Regions from separate parts of the Mus musculus genome. Here all the other regions are linked to region 1. Evidence: chromatin contacts called from public promoter capture Hi-C data. All regions are on one chromosome and are shown on one strand. Each heading gives the region's core, a stretch centred on a gene start, on an enhancer-like site or on the middle of the called end of the contact. The rest is flanking DNA. Distances are from core to core; before and after follow the strand shown.

Region 1 (4,320 bases), core at 1,539-4,038:
ATATATATATATAAATCTAAAGTTGAAAAATAAAACTGCAGAACCATGCACTTGTGCCAGAAGAAAGAAGACAGACACAAGGTACGGCAAGAAGCAGCCGGAGTACCAAGAACTGCTGCTCTGTAAGCAGGACCTGGGAAGGAGACCATGAAGACATGAGGCAAGGGACCAAAGCTTTTACCAAAAGTCTTACAGGGTAACTTTTAACTGTATAAGTTCAAGTAGCAACGTTTAAAAGAAGAACAAAGTAGTCATATCATTTAATGTCAATTATTTTACTCTCTGGTCATAATCTCTGACCAATAACTGGACATTGTTTCAAGTGTGAGGTACTTTTCTAAGAAGGGAGGAGGGGGCAGGGAAAGGGGAGAAGGAAGAGGGAGGAGGGCAGAGGAGGTTGATGAATAAAACCCATCTGGAATATTTAGAATGAGGTCGTGAATAAAACTTGAGAACCAAAGAAAATAAAACTATAAAGCATGAAAGAGTACAGATTAATTTAAAAATACTGAAGTTTTATCATATCCAATCTTCATTCTCTCATTAACAAGGAACTAATGGGAATTTAAAACACACTTAAGGAAGTAATTAAGGAGTAATGCCATAAACTCACTTTTTTCCACGGGACCTATTTCAAGCTATCTGAATTATGTTTTCATTGAATACTAGATAACTATAAAAAGTGTGAAGTGCAGACAAAAGTAACTATCTCAAAAGCAAACATTAAACAAAAGCTAATATTCAAAACACAGGATCCATTTTAATGTATTTTATTCTCAAAAGCTTGTATGTGTTCGTTTTCCATATCAAAGGAAAGCAGAGCTTTAGAGAAAAGGAAGGCAATTTCAAATAATAGATTAGCGGTTAAAAACTCCTTAGAAACTTCTGGAAGCTAGCAGTACACTAAGTCCCCAGCTGTGCATTTTCCCAAAGTCTCCACTCCAGAGACCGGGGGAGTGGGGGGGGGGGGGGGACAGGATGGGACTGGGCACATCACACTCTAGAAACAACAGTCTAGGCCTGGGATCCCTGTATGATTACTGATAGCTGGCCTCCCACTCTGAAGTGGAGAGACTAATGCCTGCGTAGGGTAAATACTTTTAAAGCTCTGAAATCTACAAAGATCTACACCAATGCATGTCACCATGATTATTAATCAGAGCATAAACTAATCTCTTCTCATCAGCCCCTTGGAATCCAGTAAGATTTTTCTTTAACAGACGGGTAGAATGCCATTTCCCTGGGGGGATGTCGGCTTACTTCTCCTGAAGACTCTTACAAACAAGTAAATACCAAGACAAGAATATCAGCACACATTTCATTTAAGTATATAAACCAACAGATTAATTGTCTAGCCACATATAAACCACACACCCTCTGACTCCAGGTAGAGTAATATTTAGATATGTTTGGAAGCCGGATACCTAGTGTGTATAAACACAAGCACAGTTTAAGACAACTGTCTTGATGCTTTTATTCACTAACAGTTCCTTCTATCCTCAGAAGGAAAAATGCAAGCAGTATCCTAACTCAAAAGGCATCCTGAGTTTTCACTTCTACACTAACAGAGCTGCCCACTGATGACTTTATCTCCATCACAGCACGTGTGCGTTTGTGCGCTGCAGCATCCCCTCCACACCCATCAGGACACAGCGGGACGCGGAGATACTCTGTGTGTTTAGAAGAATTGACCCTCTGGACAAGAGCTTAAAAGGAGCTTTTGATCCCAACTCCTCATAGGCAGAGTCAGGCAGATCTCAGCCAGTTAGAAGCCAGCCTGGTCTATGTAGTGAATTCCACCGACAGCTAGAGCTACATAGTGAGGCTCTGCCTCAAAAAAAAAAAAAAAAAAAAAAAAGTTTCAAGTTGCAATCAAATTATTATTACCAACAAAGCCATCTTTCACCAAAGGCAACCACTGCCCCAATTTTAATTGTAAGCTCGTTTTTAAAATGCACACAAATTGCATTCATTACTCACACATGTCTGGTTCATAGCTATCTTTTAAATTTTATTTTCTCTCAGAATTTTTGGGTGTATCCTCCCTGATACTGTAATATCAAAAAGTATACTAGGATCTTGACACACAAGCAGATCTTTCAACTTCTGCTGCAATCTGGTGAATAAAAGATAGAGAACAGTATTTGCAGAAAAAGTCAAATTCCTGAAATCAATGCATGGTGAGATAGAATGGACTGGGTTTTACTATTTTAAAATTACTATGCCAGAATTTAAGCTCAAATAACTATACTTAAACCATTCATGGGAACTCTAATAGACACATTTAATATATACATGTGGCTAAGACAAGCAATTTTCCACATTTTTGAAGCTTCATGACTACACACATTCAGTAGAGGTTATTATTATTAAAATAATACTGTTTGGTTACAAATCCCACTCCTGCAGTAACAGTATTACACTTACTACATTTATGATGCTACAGCCCGAACAATCATATCTGGGTGGGACAGGCTTTTACAGTTTGCAAGTTAACGAACTGTGGCACTGCGGTACTCTCTCATGCAAGGAATGAAAAGTTCCACAAAATTCGAATGGTCATCTTCAAAGACACACGACCTCGAGTACACCGGATGGTAAACATTACATAAACAACGCCAAAGTCAACTCATAAACAAACACCAACACCGAAACAAAGCTCTATAGCTACTTCAGCGTACTAAGACGGGGTGTGGGGGTGGGGAGGGGATGCAGAGCACCTACGAGGAAAGGCTCAATTAACTGCCGCCCGTGCTTTCATCCTCCGATCTTAAACAAAAGACGCTGGATGCTTTCGGTGGAGAGCGCTTTCTGCAGAGGGATTTGGGGTTGCAAACGCCCCTCCTCCACGGCCACCAACAGGCCCCTTTCTTCCTCCTCCCTCACCCCTCCCAGCTCAAACAAATTAACATTCGCACTAAGGTACCTCCTATCAGCTCGCAGCTTCTTCCCAAACACGCCCACGCACCCTGAAACCCGCCTGCGTCTACACCGCACACGGCGGCAGGAAAAGCGCTTCGAGGGGGGCGGGGAGCCGCGGCGGCAGCGCACAGGTCCGGGCTCCCTTCCAGGTCAGCTCCCCATCGCCTCCCCGAGCCCGGTGTTTACGAGCCCGCCTAAGCCCACACAGCAAAGGAATCCCAGGCGCTGCGGGCAGCTAGCGCGGCGGTGCGGGACCCCCCTCCGTGTCCGCACGCGGCCTCCGCCGCCGCGGCGCCGCTCACCCCGCGCTCCGCGGGCGGTTCGGCCCCGCAACAGGTCACCCGCCTCGGCTCGGTGACGGGGGTGCAGGCGCCCCGGCCGAGAGGGGGTGTGGCTGGCGCGGCGGGGCCCGGCCCCGGCTCACCTGAGAGGCTGAGGCGACGCCGGGGCCTCCGCCACCGCGGGACCGCGAGCGACCCGCAGCCCGCCCTCCCGCGCCGCGCACCGCGGCCGCCGCCGCCATTGCCCGCGCCTCCCCACACGCCCGCACGCCACGCCGACCTGTGCAGCCGCGGCCGTCGCCTCCGCTTCGCCCGCGGCTCCGAGGCAATCGCTCGCCCAACCGAGCAGTCGGCGTCTCTCATTCAGCGCCTGCCGCCGGCGCTCGGGGGAGGGGAGTGCGCTGGATCCACCCCGGCCGCGCAGGGGGCGCGCGCCGGGCGGGCGGGGCGGAGCGGCGCGCGCACCAACCGAGCGCGCTCGCGCGGCCGGGAACGCCGGGTCGCCGGGGTCTCGGCGCAGTCTGCGGGCGCCGGGCTATGCCCCCCGAGGCCAACTGCCGCCCCGTACCGGTGTCCGAGGCGCGTGCCCCAGCCGCAGGCGCAGCACCGGCCGCAAGGACGAGCCGCAGGGTTCAGGACGGACAGGTGGGGCCCCGCGGCTGCTCCCCGCACGGGTCTCGTTGGCGCCTGGGACGCGGGCGTTGCTCCCCGCTCGGGCCAGAGGACAAAAGTCTGGAAACGCTTGGCCCCCAGATCAAATACCCAGCCCGTGAGGGCGGCGTCCTTAGGAGTCGTGGCGGACAAGTGGAGGGGGACTGCAAATGTGAAGAGTCACCCCACAGCCGTGGGATCTTAAATGATGGAGTCTGCACTCTAGCACATCATCATGCCGGAAGTGTTGGGTCGGCCTCTAGGTGTTAAGCAGGGTGGCTGCCGGTGGTTTAAGGAGCAAATAACAATATTTGGGATCCCCTAGTCCCGGATTGATGAGTTTCAGGTGGACTGTATTTTCACGCCATTGCGGGAACGTGATTCTAAAAGGTGAAATTTTTCCTGTGAATGAAAGGGAATAGAAGGGTGTTGTTTCTTGGGGTGCACCTAGGTGGCCTACTTAAAC
Region 2 (4,607 bases), core at 1,919-4,418, 520 kb before region 1:
AGTTGGCTCAGTGCCCTGACTGAAGTGAGAAGGAAGCTAAATTGGGTACATGTTTTCAACCCATCCTTGCTTGCCATTTTTCCAGTTTGGACTGGTGAAGCTGTCTTGCTTCAAGCTTTTTAACTTTATGGCAAAAAGAACATCAGAGACTATGTATTCTGACTTAGTAAGATTAGTCATTTAATAGAGTCATAATGATTTTTCTCTTTTCTTCAATGTGACCAGTTATTCTAACTCAATCGTGGACTGGTCTAGTAATAAGTCCAATATTAGAGATTCCTATTGAAGATAGCTAAAAATCTTAATTACCTAGCAAAGTTAATTCGGAGCACAGCCTCCACTTCCAGAGAACCTCTGGCCTTTTTACTAATTCTAAAAGCCAACTCCCCCACACCTGGAGGCCATTCTGCCTTCTCCCAAAACTGCCACACAAAATGAGAAAATAATTCTATCTGTATGTCTGCACCCCACTCTCTTCCACCTTTACCTTCCAGCTCCTGTTAGGGAGACAGGATGATCAATCAGGTATTTGAATTTATCCCTTCGAATAGGGTGCTGCCAGACATGATCTACAAGACGTGGAAGGGCACACTGTGGGGGGAAAAAAAAGCAAAAAACACAAATGTCCAGTAGAGGGCACTCTGGGTGAAGAAGTGTTACTTATTTGACTATTTACATCAGGGCATTTAGATGCTTTATAGAGGAGCAGAATGCGTAAAGAAGGGCAAAGATAGAACATTGAGAGAGCATCAATAATACCTCTGGTAAGTTTACATAAAACAGGTTAATGGAAATATTAAGCAATGGAAACATACGCTTCAAGAGACCTGAGAGTTTTTCACTTTAGTTTTTTTGTTTTTTAAACATTTACTTATTTATTTATTTTATGTGAGTACACTGTTACTCTCTTCAGAGACACCAGAAGAGGACATCAGATACTGTTACAGATGGTTGGTAGCCACCATGTGGTTGCTGGGAATTGAACTCATGACCTCTGGAAATGCAGTCAGAGCTCTTAACTGCTGAGCCATCTCTCCAGCCCCTGGCTTTGTTTTTGTTTTTGTTTTTGTTTTTGTTTTTGAGACAGGATCTTATTGTATAGCCCAGTCAGCCTGGAACTTGTGGCAATCCTCCTGCTTCGGCCTCTGACGTGATAGAACTATCAGTGCCAGCCACCATGCTCAGCAAGATCTGAATTTTGAATTTTGTAGTTGGTAAGATGGCTCAGCAGCTGAAAGAGCTTGCAACCCCATGCATGACTTGTGCTCCCCCCACCCCCAGCCCATGCTGGAGAGAGAAAAGCAGACCTTGAAAGCTGTCTTCTGACCCTGAGCCCAAACTCACACACGAACTAATAATAACGGTTTTTTTTAATTTAAATATGCATTTTAAAAGATCATCTGAACACAACTTCTGCTCACCAAACACTTAACAAAGTGAATTTTAAAAAAGGGATTGTGACCCCAAACATGATAGGTATGTATATACAAACCTTTGGGGCTTTAGGTTTCTTCACAGGCAGTAAGCTTTCAGGACAGGGACCGGCATTAGCTGCATAGTTCAGAGAGAGAAGAACTTCCTCGGGGATTCTGTAGTCATTCTGAAGGGGAGGAAGGGGTTTGAGGTGGTTCACCATGGATTTTTTCTCCTTTAGCTCAGGAAGCCCTAAGGAAGTATTAGGAAAGACAAACTTTTAATGGAGTGTTCCGGGGAGTTAAAGTTTCCCAGACTGCCTCAGCAGTATCCTGTGTTTCTAACAAGAAGGGTGCCTCTAGCAGAGGAGCCCAGCTACAAAGAATACTTAAAGCAGGAGTAGCTAGAAGGGTGGAGGGAAGAGTGGAAGGGGGATGTGAGAACATGCAGAGAGATACAAAGTAAAAGGCCTGGGTTACACAGAGTGAGTGTACAGCCAACCCAAGCCCCAACCCCTCCACTGCCCTGCAACATAAATAGTGAATAGGTAGCTAGCTCAGGATAGAGTGCTTGCTTAGTGTAAGTCCTTGAGTTGAATCCGTACCTCCTTGAGTTGATGATGGAACTGTAGCAAAATATAAATAAGAAACAACCCAAAAAGCTCTGTGACCTTAAGACTGGAGATAGCCTCAGTCTGATGAGCAAGAGTGAGACGGTGACTGCCTTGATTCTTATTCTGGTACAGGTTCTACATTTATCATTACGTCTTTTTACATTTTTCTTGAAACAGGGTCTCACTATGTAGCTCCCACTAGCCTGGAATTTACTATGTAGACCAGGCTGACCTCAAATTCACAGAGATCACCTGCCTCTGCCTTCCAAGACACAGCCCCAAGGATGGAAATCTTAAGGAATCTCAAAAAACATCTTGAATCTTATACAAATAGGCATATTGAACTAAGTTATGTTTTTCTTATCCACATAACTATGTTTTTAAAGCTCCCTTGAAGTCAGAGAAGAAGCAACCAAACTTCATATAGCTATTAGTATTTAAATGAAGATGAAACAGTATTCTGACTTGGTGAGTGTTCAGGCTGGCTAAGGAGAAAGGGAGAACGGATTGCAAATTCTTTCAGTAGCCCTAATGGTTCTGTCCACGGCATCCTTAAGTTTACCTTTTGCCTCCTTGACTACATAGAGTTTTGCCTGTTTGGACTCAGATGTTGATGGGGAGGTCAGCGAAGTGTCCGACACTTTGTGGAGAGACATAATAATCAATGCCTGGGATCACTCTCAGAACTATTAATCCTCCAAAAAATTAATTCAAAAACAAATCAAAATCGTGTTCAGACTTTCAAGCTGTCCATAATTCTGTAGGCAAAACAAAGCAAATGAACAGAGAGATCTCTTGAGTGTTTGTGTTCAGACTGAATTTCAGAATTCATCTGGCGTGGTTTCCTTTCTTTGGGGAGCCCTCTAAGATAACTTGACATGACAGAGATGGGGTATGGGTGGGTCAGAGTCAGGGCCCAGCCCGGGAAAGTCAGGCTCCGCCTCCCTACAGACTGCGGGCGGGTCAGCGCGACCCAGCTCCGCGGGCGCGAGTGGGGCGGGGCTCCCACGGTTCTTTCAGCAAAGTCCTAGGACTGCACTGTAGGAGTGCACGACACCGGCCGCTGTACCCACAAGTTGTGTTTGCCGCCTGGCGTCGGAAGGCCATCCCTTTTCCGGAACGCCCTGCGTCGTCATAGCAACGCAGCACATTTCTGCCCCCCCCCCCACGCTCCCCGCTCCCCCCCCGTCCTAGCAACTTGCGGGCCGAGCCGCCTCCGGCAGAGCCGTCAAAAGAAAAGAGATGAAAAGGAGTCTCTACACTCTCTAGAAGTTTCCGTGTGTTTTTAGTCATGGGTAGTAGCAATAAGGAAGAATATTGAATCGGGTTGTTGTCTCGGAATGGGATAGGCTCTCGAAACCGCGCTTCCGGGTGCAGACTGCGCAAGCGCAGACCTGCGCCGGTAGAGACTCCCCGGGCCCTGCCCTTGCAGAGAGGGTGATGTAGCAATGAGACCTTCTGCTCTTGAATCTGTTCAGGGCTAGCATAATCTATGAGTTCTGAATCCGCCAGGGAAACTTAGTGACAACCTTGTCTCAAAAAGAGAGGAGGAGGAGTAAACTAGCAAACAGCCTAGTTCTGTTGTTCAAGTCACTTCTATGCACTCAGTTCGTGTTCGTAAGTGCGGTTCATCTTAGTGTCAGGTAGCTTTCTATGCCAACAGTAGCTGAAGGAGAAGACAAATACCTGAGCAGGACTTTCTCACCTAGGCTAATGGAGGTTACAAAGAAAGAAATGGGCCCCAATTTGCATTTGCAGTAGCATCGGCTCTCTAGCATTCTCTCTAAAGAATCTACTGATTGTAGGAGCAAGCACATCATGATCAGTAGTTGGCAACAATCTTCCCATTGACGCGCCTATGGAAACGAGCACAGAGTAACTCTGCTCACCCTGCATGACCTAACTGTTGCCACCCATTCCTGCAGTGCAAGGGAGATGGGAGAAATCTCTTCAGAGATTGTGTCCATTTATTGAATCAAATGGCTATTCATTGTCGTGCAGGGGCAAAGGACAGCATGGTGGGGGGGTGGGGGGGGGTGTCGGTTTATGAAGGTTTAGGGTCCACTTGGACTCAAGTTAACCAAGACTGTGCATCTGGCTTGTGACGTTGATAAAACAGTTTGTAGATTGAACAAGAGAAAGCTCTTGTGGGTGTGCCACACTCACGGTTGGCATGACTGCTCACTTTGATTTTATACTTTTAATTCTTTTAGGTTATGTATATGTGCTTATTGTGTGTGAGGGAAGATGCCCCAGAGAAGAGGGAATCAGACCCCCTGGAGTTACAGGTGGTTGTGAGCCACCTGACATGGGTTCTAGGAACCAAATTCAGGTTATCTGCAAGAGCAGTCTGCCCTCTTAGCTACTAAACCATCTCTCCAGCCCCCAAATGTTGGTTTTAAATAATGCTGTTAGAATTGCAGGCTTGAGTTTCATTTTTAATGACAACAAAATCATTAAATGGTGGAATGTGGTGGATGGAACACACTTTGTAACCCCGGCACTGGAGAGATGGAGGCAGGAGGATCAGGAGTTCAAGCCTATCTTTGGCTACATAATGAATTTTAGACCAGCCTGGGCT
Region 3 (4,573 bases), core at 557-3,056, 600 kb after region 1:
AATGGGTCTACATTTGCCTTGCTGGTTTAAGCATGTCTCCCAGGCAGAGAGGCCAACTTTGGATCTTTTTCCTGCCTTGTCTTCAGTAATGGAATGTGCATCATAGGTTGCTCTTGGAAGGGAACACTGCTCCCAGTCATTGTTAGGTTGGGCCAGGAGGCGCTCTGGAGTGCTTTCAGGCAACATGTGAGAACAAGGGGACCTGGGAGGACTGGGTGAAGTGAGGGGAGGTATGAACGCTAGTCTGGAGGCTTGGCTGCAGAGGCTGCTTGTCCTCTGACCGTGGCTGAGAATCCGAGATGAGTGCGTTATCATTTGGACCATTTGCACTATAATCTGACGTATTCTTAGAGGGTTAAGTCAGACTAGAGCATGACTTTTTCTAACCAAGTATCTCACCTAGCATCTCATCCTGGCCCAGGTAGAATGGGAACAGTAGTGTATCAACTAAAAAGCACTGAAAATAAACCTAACGATGTCCACCATGTGTCTGTTGGCCAGATGACACCTCAGCGACAGTTCCAAAGGCACCTATGAGGTTCTATGTTCCCCATGTGTCTGTGAGCTTTGGGCCAGGAGGCCAGCTAGTGTGTGTCCCCCCCAACTCTCCTGCTGATGGACAAACGGCCCTCGTTGAAGTGCACAGCATGGAGGTAATCATTATCTTGGGTTCCAGGGATGCAAGTACTCGGCTCAATTCAATGGCTCGCTCAGGCTCTCACTTTGCTTGAGGCCGGGCATCTCCAGGAGGGGGAACTGAGTCACATGTGCCTTAGATTGTGAGCAAGAATGGGTGGGCTTTTCTCTAAAAGAAGTGATGCTAGATTTACATTTTCCCTGAGATGCTAGTGACTCATCTTTCAACAAGTATAACTGTCTCCACAAGGCATTGAGCCACACCACAAGACCATAGCCCTGGATATGAGACTGGATTCAGCTGGTGGGGACTGGCTGGAAGAATCTTGGTGACCTAATTTTATTTTCTACTCCAGGTTTTACTTAATGATTTTGAGGATCAGGAGGAGATGAGAGCTTTCCCAGGGCCCCTTATTAGGTAAAGTACTGTAAGTGTTGTTAAGGGTGTGTGTGTGTGTGTGTGTGTGTGTGTGTGTGTGATATGCACACATGTGTGAAGGCGTACACATGCATACATATGTGGAAGCCAGAGGAAGACATCTGTTGTTTTCTTCTTTCTCTCCCTCATCTTCTTTTGTTCTCTTAGTTTTTGAGAGAGGATCTCTCACTGAACCTGAAGCTTGCCATTTTGGCTAAGCTGTCTGACCACTGAGCTCCCAGTATATGCCTGTCTCTGTCCCCCAAACTCTGGCATTACAGGAACACATTGTCCATGCCTGGCTTTTATGGGGGTGTTTGGAATTTGATCTCATGTTCTCTTGCTTTCAGAGCAACTTCTCTGACCCCACTAAGTTATGTCACCAACTCCTAAATAAAGGCTTTTGAAAGCTGAGGACTCTTCCTGGCCAGGTCTTGGTTGTCAGGGAAGAAAATGTCTATTTTATTTGAACCAGATTTTTCTATGCCAGTAGGTAGAAAAAGAGATGACCTGAGTGATTTTAGCAAGCTGTTTCATATTTGAAGAGGAGAAAGAGAAGTAAGCTTAACAAGTTAGACCTTTAAAAACAGTTCCATTTCATAGAGGTTAGCTGGTAGGAAGCTTCAGTGTTCCAAGGACTTGATAGAGATTAGTGGGGAAATGGAGCACGGCCTGGAGAAACGTTCTTAAAACGGCTTTTTCTTGAGCTGATTTTTCCAGCTCCCTGCCATTGTGAACGTCTGCCCTCTGCAGGAATAAAGTAGAACTGCTGTAGCATTTTCAGCCACATTTCATCGGGTTTTAGCTGTGATGAGTCCTGGGTGGGTGGGTGTCAGAGGACCAGCATGCCAGGTAGCCTACTAAGTACTGGCTTATCAGCCATCTTTAAGTTTTTCCCTTGAGAAATGATATAGCACTCACTCTGCCTACTCCAAAGGCCGTGAAACTCTATTCATATGAAGGCCAGTGAATGTCGCTACTTCTTTGTACATGTAATCTGAAGCTAGCTCACAAGCACACGCTCACACATGTATGTGGGTACAAATGTAGAGGTCAGAGGAAAATCTCAAGGGTCATTCCTTAAGTACCTAACCCTTTTCCCCCTATGTCTTACAGGTTTGCAAAAAACTAAGTTGTGTATTAAATAGTATGAATGTTCTTGAACATTTAACAAGCACTTACTTGATGGATGCCATACAGTTTGCTTACCCCCTTTTTTAATGCAGGCAGTTGTTTTTAAAGTCCCGTCCTAAGTTAAGGATGGCACTGAGGCTCAGAGCAAGTGAGATGTTTACATAATCCAGACATGGACCCAGTCTTGTCTGACTTGAAACAGAACCCTTCTGAGAAGTCATTTAAGGTCTTTGGGTTTACTCTCCTCATTTAAAAGATGGAAGGATGCACAAGAGAATCTCTGAAACTCCTCCCTGTTCTACAGGAAAAAAACCCCCAAAACCCCAAAAAACCAAAAAACAAACGATCTTGCGATTCCAGACTTCCAGTCCTGGGCTCTCACCCTTCTGCCATGTTAGCGAGTTCATTGTACAGAGTCTGTACAGGGAGAGTCAGTCTGCTCAGGCCTTGCTTCCTGAATCGTCCCACAGGGAGGACATACACAAGGTGGATATCATGACGTTTTGTCAGCAGAAAGCAACGCAGTGTCTCAAATCTGAGACACCAGGGAGCAGAGACTCAGCTCTACTTTGGCAACTGCTGGTTCTCCTTTGTCGACAGAATGGGGTAAGTCACTGCTTTGATATAGGGGGCAGATGGAAGCTGGGCTGAAGTTGTTGTCTTTGTGGGAGTTGGTATATAGCACAGTTAGAAAAAGCAGTCTTTATGTAGCACTGTTGCCCAGAGGGAGAGTGTAGCTCCGGTTCTAACACTGGTGTGCCAATGCTAACCTTTTCCTGGAGAGTGCCCCCTGCTGGCTGGGGTTTGTTGTACAATCCCTGGATTACTGCACCAGCCAGTGGAATTGTGAGTGGTTCCAATAAGCACTGTGGCTGCGGACAGGCAGAGAGTAACCACGATAGTGAAGCTGATGTTTGAAATTCAACCATTCATAAAAGATCTCCAGTGTATTTGCACGACTGCCTCAGGAACAAGTCAGAGACCCTGCTGTCTTCCTTCTTCAGCCTGGGCCCAACCTGGGGACTGGTTGGAGCATCCCCCAGGATGACTCTCTTTATCCTGCAGTCCATGGTGGGATCTGACATTGCTGAGCTGCTGATGCAGGACTGCAAGAAGCTGGAGAAGTACAAGAGGCAGCCCCCTGTAGCCAACCTCATCAACCTGACTGACGAGGACTGGCCGGTACTGAGCTCTGGGACTCGTGATCTCCTCACTGGGGAGATTCCCCCCAATGTGGATACGCCAGCGCAGATCGTGGAGAAATTCACCAAGCTGCTCTACTACGGAAGGAAGAAGGTGAGAGAGCCTTTCCCTCAGACTTCCTTCAGATGGGCGTGGACCACCATCCCTCACCCAGTCTCCCGCTCCTCCAATGATTTGGCCAGAATATACTTCTTTTAGATCATGTGAAAAGATCAGAAAGTTAAAGCAAGAATAATAAAAATACATAGGTGTATGCCATCCACCCCTGCAGTGTTTATATATTTACTTCCAGTATTTCCCCATTAAAAAATCAGTTTAAGTTTCATAAACGTGTCAGGCATGGTGGTACACTCATTTGGCTGAGGTAAGCAAGACTGAGTAGGAGGCCAGCCTAAGCTATAAAGGGATATCCTGTATCAAAACAGATAAACAACTCTAAAGAATATGTATATAATTGTTGATTTCTTTTTACATTTCACATTACATGGTAAAATACCCTAATAACATTAAATATGTTCGATTAGTGCACTTTTATTATTTTTATAGCACCAGGAATTTAACACAGTGCCTTTTACGTGCTAGACGAAGTACTCTGCAGTCAAGCAGACCCAAACGTTCTAGGGCTGGAGAGGCGGCTCAGTAGTTAATCGCGTCTACTATCCTTTTGCTCAGTAGTTAATCGCGTCTACTATCCTTTTGCTCAGTAGTTAATCGCGTCTACTATCCTTTTGCTCAGTAGTTAATCGCGTCTACTATCCTTTTGCTCAGTAGTTAATCGCGTCTACTATCCTTTTGCTCAGTAGTTAATCACGTCTACTATCCTTTTGCTCAGTAGTTAATCGCGTCTACTATCCTTTTGCTCAGTAGTTAATCGCGTCTACTATCCTTTTGCTCAGTAGTTAATCGCATCTACTATCCTTTTGCTCAGTAGTTAATCACGTCTACTATCCTTTTGAGGATCTGAGTTCAGTCCCCAGTGCCCACGCCTATGACTCCAATTCTATGAGGACCCAGCCTCTGTCCTAAACGGGCACCTGGGATCATATGAACATACCCCTCCCATACACATGATTTAAATATAAGGAAAACATGGGGCCGGAGAGATGGCTCAGTGGTTTAGAGTCCTGAATTCAATTCCTAGCAACCACATGGTGGCTCACAACCATCTGTAATGCTCTCTTC

What was found. Promoter capture Hi-C pulls out the DNA fragments that hold promoters and counts their contacts.
Region 2: a promoter capture Hi-C map of pre-B cells shows a contact between it and region 1, with 2.8 times the contacts expected there. The contact joins the promoter of Axdnd1 here to the promoter of 4930439D14Rik in region 1. A contact is called at or near these places in 2 of 39 promoter capture datasets (pre-B cells and stem cell-derived epiblast-like cells), 1 of 484 Hi-C or Micro-C datasets (CD4 T cells) and 1 of 9 other capture datasets (liver).
Region 3: a contact with region 1 is called in a promoter capture Hi-C map of hippocampal neurons, with 2.7 times the contacts expected there. The contact joins the enhancer-like site here to the promoter of 4930439D14Rik in region 1. A contact is called at or near these places in 3 of 39 promoter capture datasets (the 3T3-L1 cell line, hippocampal neurons and liver), 2 of 484 Hi-C or Micro-C datasets (the AML12 cell line and myocytes) and 1 of 9 other capture datasets (pancreatic islet).

Annotation. Positions count from the first base shown.
Region 1 is chr1:156,936,006-156,940,325 of GRCm38.p6, forward strand. It overlaps 4930439D14Rik (a long non-coding RNA gene), which reads left to right and starts at 2,789. Exons shown (of 2, transcript XR_003948625.1): 1 at 2,789-3,053; 2 at 3,122-4,190. It overlaps Ralgps2 (Ral GEF with PH domain and SH3 binding motif 2), which reads right to left and starts at 3,621. Exons shown (of 19, transcript NM_001159967.1): 1 at 3,484-3,621.
Region 2 is chr1:156,417,747-156,422,353 of GRCm38.p6, forward strand. Axdnd1 (axonemal dynein light chain domain containing 1) reads right to left here and starts at 3,169. Exons shown (of 26, transcript NM_001346967.1): 1 at 3,100-3,169; 2 at 2,589-2,784; 3 at 1,493-1,665; 4 at 488-591. The coding sequence starts at 2,682.
Region 3 is chr1:157,534,860-157,539,432 of GRCm38.p6, forward strand. It overlaps Sec16b (SEC16 homolog B (S. cerevisiae)), which reads left to right. Exons shown (of 26, transcript NM_001159986.1): 7 at 502-653; 8 at 993-1,054; 9 at 2,659-2,794; 10 at 3,254-3,484. Among named protein-coding and RNA genes, the nearest start is that of Sec16b, 11 kb to the left of the region's middle. Within about 2 kb of position 1,807, at least 24 of the 459 cell types and tissues checked have an H3K27ac peak or open chromatin away from gene starts, as enhancers often do. A contact at or near this core is called in hippocampal neurons, where this site is marked.